2 separate regions of the Gossypium hirsutum genome follow, and region 1 is linked to region 2. A link is a contact called in public Hi-C data. All regions are on one chromosome and are shown on one strand. The core of a region is the stretch at or near the end of the contact, and the rest is flanking DNA. Distances in the headings are between cores, read along the strand shown.

The links. Hi-C and Micro-C count contacts between places; a contact is called where the count stands out from the background.
Region 1: a Hi-C map of leaf shows a contact between it and region 2, with 2.2 times the contacts expected there. The contact joins the promoter of LOC107949076 here to the promoter of LOC107891099 in region 2. A contact is called at or near these places in 4 of 34 Hi-C or Micro-C datasets (callus, hypocotyl and leaf).

Annotation. Positions count from the first base shown.
Region 1 is chrA04:86,174,701-86,178,398 of Gossypium_hirsutum_v2.1, forward strand. LOC107949076 (SWI/SNF complex subunit SWI3D) reads left to right here and starts at 2,178. Exons shown (of 8, transcript XR_001697626.2): 1 at 2,178-2,687; 2 at 3,437-3,698.
Region 2 is chrA04:86,037,028-86,040,765 of Gossypium_hirsutum_v2.1, forward strand. It overlaps LOC107891099 (membralin-like protein At1g60995), which reads right to left and starts at 1,967. Exons shown (of 14, transcript XM_016815752.2): 1 at 1,644-1,967; 2 at 978-1,040; 3 at 423-860; 4 at 261-342. The coding sequence starts at 1,796.

The DNA.
Region 1 (3,698 bases), core at 928-3,427, 140 kb after region 2:
TTGTTTTCAATTATGAATGCTTAATTGTTCTTGGGTTGATAATTCTAGAGTATTAATCCTTGTTTGATGTGCATGAGTTTGAGGTTGAATAGACTCTTCTTATGATTAAATCTTGTATAATTGGATGGAATTGCATGCAATCGTAAAAATAAGACAACATAAATCTATCGAATTAGAGTCAAATCTAATATGGGGATCCATAGAGCATTTTAATGCAATAATAGAGGTTTTAATTAGAAAGAAATTTCAATTAATCAACCTAAAGTTAGTCGCTCTTATGCTCCAAAAAGATATTAGCATAAATTAGGGATTTCTACGGATCAAAGAACTAAGAGCAAAAGTTGCATAAATTAGATTTAGAATTATAGATGAAATCTAGGTGGATTCTTACCTAGGAATAGTTTTGTCACTTGATTGATATTTTATTATTTTTGTGATTTATTTCTTTACCACACTCGTTAGTTAATTTAGTTAGTTAATTTTAGTTTTAATAAATCTTTTTAATTATTAGGTTAAACAATAGGAAGACGATAATTACTAGTAATTGTTGTCTTTAAGGGAACGATATTTGTGCTCACCATAACTATACTATGAATTGATAGGTGCACTTGCCTTAGTCGATTTATTAGTTAGTTTAATGGACATCAGAATGGGTATGAAGGACTAAAATGCAAACTTTGCAAACTTTATCAATTCTGAGAACTTAAACAAAAACTCAATATGCTTGTGGTGTATAATAATAAGTGAGTGATATGAATGATTTATATGCTTAATTTTAAATTGGTTTGGTTGCATTTGAAAGTTGTATGCAGGGACTTAGAGGTAAAAGTTATAAAATTGGCAAAGAAAACTTAAAATTTCAAACTGGGATACAGTTCTTAAAATTTATACGGGCCAACCACATAGCTGTGTGGCAGACACGAGATGTGACACGACTGTGTGGCAGACACGGGCTATGACATGGTTGTGTGAATAATGGAAGCAAATATTTTTGGAACCACACGGTTCTCGAGATCCATGCAGCCCGAGGACACAACCGTGTGCCCTGTTTTTCAAAATAATCCTTATTTGAATACTATCTTAAATGCAAAGATGTTTTTTTTAAAATTATCGAGTTCATCCCTAATCTTGGTAATTAACTAAAAATATTCAACAAGTGATAATTTTACTTTGAACAAAATGTCAAAGTCTATTATTCTGGCAATCAATATAACATTCATATACTTGATTCGATTGTTGTGTTGGGTATAAGGGTGTTATATATATGATGATTAAGAGATGTTCAGTAATCTTAAGATGTTGTTCAAAGAGAAATTATTGGGATCCATCGTTATGTTACAGACAACGAATGTTTCTTATCATTGTAAAGATATCGAAGTTCATGATGTGACTGGCAACACTATAAATAAGGTTATTAGGATTGATTATAATATTGAGAATTGCGACCCTTGAATGCTAGTGGAGAGGCACCCAAAGAGGTCCAACAAAAAATCTAATGAAAACATTTATTAGGATTAAATTTATGATAGTCGATAAATAATTCTCCAAAGATAAGATAAAGATACAAAATGAAAAAAAAAGGTCAAATTCTATTATTAGGCCTTGTACTTTACATAAGTTGTGGATTTAGCATCTATAGTTTAATTTAGTCATTTCTAGTTCTAGTACTTTTAGAAATTGAAAATTTTAGTTCTGATTAAATGGTAACTATTAAATTCATTTAGTTAATTTATGTTATTTTCAAAATTTAATACGCTAAACATATTATTGCATGTGTAATGCTATTTTAACTTGTTATTTCCATATATTTACTCACAAAAAAAATCAGTTAATAGATTTAGTAATTGTCATTTGCATTAAGACTAAAATTTTAAAATTAAAAAAAATAGAGATTAAGAATGATCCACTTGAAAATATTGACTAAATTTATAAATATACACATAATACATGAATAATAGCATATTTAATCAAACAGATTTAACAGCTATCATTTAATCAGGACTAAAATTTTAAAATTCAAGAAGTATAAGGACTAAAATTGATCAAATTAACAAAACTGCACAACTTATACAGGGTCTAATAGCAGAATTTGACCAAAACAATAACAATAATGGGCCACAGCTGAGCATTTCAAAATGCGGCCCAATTTATAACTACAATAATGCACACTACTACGCTTTCGGCTCAAATCAACCAAATTTTACACTGAACCGACTGAAAACCCTTTTCCCAATAGAACCAAACCCCGCGACCCGTGATGGAGGAGAAACGCCGGGATGCGGTTAACTCCCCGGCGGAGCCGGAGCTGGCATCAACTCGCCGTCGGGGTGGAGCGCTGAAGAGAAAAGTTAATTCGCTTTCCGGGTCTAGTTCTTCATCAACTCCGTCGAAACGGGTTACTCGGGAGAAGTCAAACTTGATCTCCCACTCTCCCGTTAACCATTACGGTCCGTTAACCAGGGCTCGCCAAGGGGCGCCTAGTGGAAACCTAGCCTTGGGTTCGAGTTCGGGATCGGGTGGCGCGAAGCTTGAGGAGACGAATTTGGTGAAGCAAAGTGTAAAGGCGGAAGATTTGGAAGAATTAAAGGCAAGTGAAGAGTTGGAGGCTTTGGAAGCTAAGATTGAGGCTGATTTTGAGGCTATTAGGTCTCGTGATAGTAATGCGCATGTTGTTCCTAATCATTGCGGTGAGTTTTTTCTTTTCCCCTTTTTCTTTTCCTTGTTTGGTTGATGAGAAAATTGGCAGGAAAGGGAATGAAGGGTGAACTATTTGTTTTACAGCTTTAGTGAGGTGAATTCTTTCTTGGGAGGTAGTGAATTGGAGAAATTATGTGGAATTTTTTTTCGTTTTCTGTTGATTTAGAGTTCAATTTAGTTTGTATTGTAGTTTTTTGTCTCAATTGTGGAAAACAAGAAGAAAAATATTGAATTTGTTTTCTTGAGTAGTTAATTTGAGAGTTTATTTCTTTATTTTTTTTCTATATGCTATATGAATTCCAAGTCTTTTTTATGGTATTCACAATGAAATGGTACATAAATATTCATCCAGTTTGTTCTGCTCATTTCTTATCAGCCATGCATGAGAATTAGACCTTGCAATATTAGACACGATATGCAAAACGTAAGTAAAATATTACATAGAACCCAAAAAAAAAAAAAAAATCCATACTACACTAATACATAAATGTCTCAGAATCCACTTAAACATGAATATGACATAGGAAAAAACACGATTAGGTCACAGTACTCAAGCTGCAAAGAGAATGTTGATCTTATTTTCATTAGCAGAGAGCAAACTAGGGCTAATAATTGACTTCATTGGAAGCATCTTATTTTGAAGCTATAAATATTGAAAAAGAAGAAACTGAACTATAAGATTCTTTGGTGTTTCCTCATGTTGTTGGTTTTTGTTTTCATCTTCTCTTTGTACCTATAGGATGGTTTTCATGGAAAAAAATTCACCATCTGGAAGAGAGTATCTTGCCTTCTTTCTTTAATGGGAAATCCCCAAATCGTACCCCCGCTGCATACATGGAGATTCGCAATTGGATTGTGAAGAAATTTCATGCAAATCCAAGCAAGCAGATTGAGTTGAAAGATCTGGAAGATCTTGAAGTCGGTGACTTGGATGCAAGGCAGGAGGTATTGGAGTTCCTGGACTACTGGGGTTTGATTAATTTTCATCCATTCCCTCCGGC
Region 2 (3,738 bases), core at 717-3,216:
GGCTTACTAATTATTGGCAGCACACAGGCAAAGAAGATTGTTATATAATGCGTACCAAATTAATCTAGAATTGCATACATGGCAGCAGCTATTGTGATTTTAATACTCACGCTCAATGAAGCAAGAAACATAACCATTTACAAGAAAGAACCAAACTCTTTCCACATTAAGAAACCCATGGATTCATTATTAAATATCTTTGAATAACCCTAATTTGCAGCAGGAGAACAAAGATAATCAGACAGAAGGATGTGATTTACCTGCATATGAGTTAAGCCTATCCAAGTGAAGTATACGCAACCATTTAGGAACATCAAGATTTAAATGTAAACCTGTTATATTCTGCACTTAAGAAGTTCAAACTCAGCAAAGAGAAGTTTAAGCCACGTAATGAGGACATGGTCATTTCCTTATTCACTCACCCACAACTTCTGGAAACTTCCAAAGATCTGAATGCCATGTCTCCAAACAAATGATAAACGTCTGTACCACTTTTTACCAAAGTGCACAAAAGCCGCTTTAAATGTCTGTTTTGCTGATAAATAGAAACCATTACGTGTCTCCTCTTTCTCGATTTTAAGAGCTGCATCATCAATAGTTGGCTTAGAACTTTCACCATTGGTAGAGTATTCTGCTTGCTTCTCAATAAATTCATCATCAGTCTTCCAGAACTTCAATGCCAATTTTCCTTTCCTAGCACCAGAACTAAACCAGTTCAACCAAAACTCGGCATCCAAGAACATCAACCCATCATCATCAGCATTTGCAACTTCTATGTTTTCAGTTACAGTTTCCATGTCAAGATTATTTACAACAGGGGGTTCAGACTCATCTTGTGACCACAAGCCAGCACTGGTTATCTACAACAAAGGACAAATTTGAAGTCTAAGGCATAATAGTTTGATATTAAACAAAATCTCATTATCTTAAAAACTTCTGTAGCATTAGTACGGTAAAAACAAAATCGAATTGCCTACCTTAATCTGAACAAGTTGGACTTCATTTGATTCAACTCCAGAGAGCTCACTTGAACATCCAGGCTTCATATGCAAAAAAAAGCAACATAATCATTCAAGTCTTCCATACATGTATAGAAAAGCAGTTTAAAGAAGGGGAACTGAATAGAAGAAGAAAAAACAAAATCACATTCTGCCATCCTAAGTTCAATTCTTAAGTAAATAACAATATGCTGCACTGTGATATCAACAATTAAACAGTTCTGCTAAGTTATTGTCACAAACAATGAACCATCTCTAACTATTTCCATTATTAAAAAAAATACTTTAAAGGGTGTTTTAATCATGGCAACCATCAATAATACAAAGCAATTTCTCAAACTTTGATTATGGAAGAAAGTAAATCTGCTACTCAAGTTGAACATAGAAACGACGTCTCATGAATTGAAATTGTGAACATTACTAAACCAGGATGAAACTATATATATATATAAAATATATATATAGTCGATCAAAGCTAAACCAGTTTCAATACTATAAAAGACCCCAAAAGGATTTGATGAAACGTACAGCAACTAAGCAATTACGATCCAATTAAACAATTTCCAAGGAAACCCAAAATCAGAAACCCCAACCCCAAATCAACACAAAATTTAAAAAAAAAAAGGCGGGTGAGAGTTGAAATACCTGTTGAACATAATTAGCGTGCATAACAACAAGAATACAAAAGGAAGTAATGGCAATAAAGAGATAGATATACTCCAAAGCTACTCTCACTCTTGGTGTTAATATCTGAGAAAATCTCTCTTGAACCCTTATAAACGTTTGCTCTGGATCCATATCTCTCTCTTTCTTTTCCTCTATTCCACAATTTCAGATGAATCGAGCTATCATTGTTTTGCTTTTTTTTTTTTCTTGAAGAATTTCCTTTTTCTGCGTGTTGTTCATCTAAGACTGGTTGTCGGGTATTGAAAATGTTTTTATGGGCTCATGACTTTGACTGGCAATCCCATTTTTTTAATCATTTCCTTTTTGGAATTTGTTGATGAAATGGACCAACAACTGAGGATGAACATTAGAAAACGACAACACTGGCACATATGGGTATTGTTGGTTGGGCTTGGAGCTAAGATCAAATTGGAGCATAAAATGAGAAGTCTGGTGTGAATAAAAGGTTAAATTCTGATTTAGTCCCTGTACTTTGAAAAAGTCATGAATTTAAATATTGTATTTTAATTTGGTTATGTTTAGTCCTTGTACTTTTAAAATTTCAGTTATCACCAAATGATGACTATTAAATTTATTAACTTCTACTATTTCCAAAATTTGATGCACCAAAATTATCATATGTGTAATGTCATGCCAGCTTGCTATTTTCACATATTACTTACTAAAAATCCAATTATAGATTATCGATTGCATAGAGAATGAAATCTCGAAATTTAAAAAGTATTAGAGAATATGGAGCAAATCTACAACTGTTCGCATAATATAGAACTAGTAATTGAATTTAACCAAGCTATTGAATTGGAGAGAAAAAAAACTAATCCTGCAATTGTTTTTAGTAGGGCTTTTTACTAAAGAAGTATAAAAAAATTCTAAAATAATACACCTAAAAAACTAATTACCGGAATGGTACGTTCAGGGTGGTCACGCCACTGTGAGAGGCGGCACCACCTTGATTTCTAACATGCACAGTAAAAAAAATGCTAAAAACAAAAAAAAAAGCTGAAAACGAAAAAAAAAATAAAAAACAGGTCATGTGGGTGCTAGAGGCGGCATTAGTGGTGTGGGTCCCAGAGGCGGCACTTAAGCAGTATATAAGCACGTAGAATCAGCAACTCTGGGACCAAGAAGCAGCAGCAAGGAGAAGAAAATAAAGAAAAAGAATGAGAAGGAAAAAAGAAAGAAAAGAAAAAAGAAGGTATAATTTTTTTAAAAATAATGAATTTTTATATTGTTATTGTGTTTTTGTTGTCATTATTATTGTTGATTTTTATTATTTTTTGCTGTTAGTTATTATTATTGTTAGTAAAAAACCCTTATTATTATTGTTAGTAAAAAAATCCTAATTATTGTTAGTTATTGTTATTGTTGATTTATATTAATTTTGTAAAAAAAACCCTAAAAAAGCCTATTTATGTTATGTAAAGAATGTATTATTTTTTTATGTAACTTATTTGCTATATGTATTTTAGACTTAATCTTTCAAACAACCAATTTTGCTATTTTATTTTATTTTTTATATTATTACGGTAAAAAACCCATTTTAGGTTGATTAGATAATATTTATGAAATTTATTTGGCATGTTATATATAGATATTGTTAGAAATGGCAACATATTTGGTATTGCTTGATGAAATAACAACTTCAGCACAAAGGGAGAAAGTTGATAAGATGATGCGAGAAGTGCAAGATTACAGAATGAAACTAGAAGAATATATTGTTCAACACGTTATCACAATAAATAAAAAGATGCAAGAAGTGTTGTGGAAAGGTCATGAAATGATTAGGAAGAATAAAGTTCAATACTTAATCCTTAGAGGGACATTAATAGAACGGGAACATCAAATCATGTTAGACCAACTTTGGAAGACATTGATACCACGAACCTATTGGAATCTAGTTATATGCTTCGTAAAGTTTATAATCTCTTATGGAGCAAGGAAAATATGAGACAAAGTATAGGTTCACGAAAGTTGATTGGGAAGCAAAATGTGATTGACATACCATGGATAAATTAGATGTTAGGAAATTACCAAGAGAATTTCTAATTTCAAT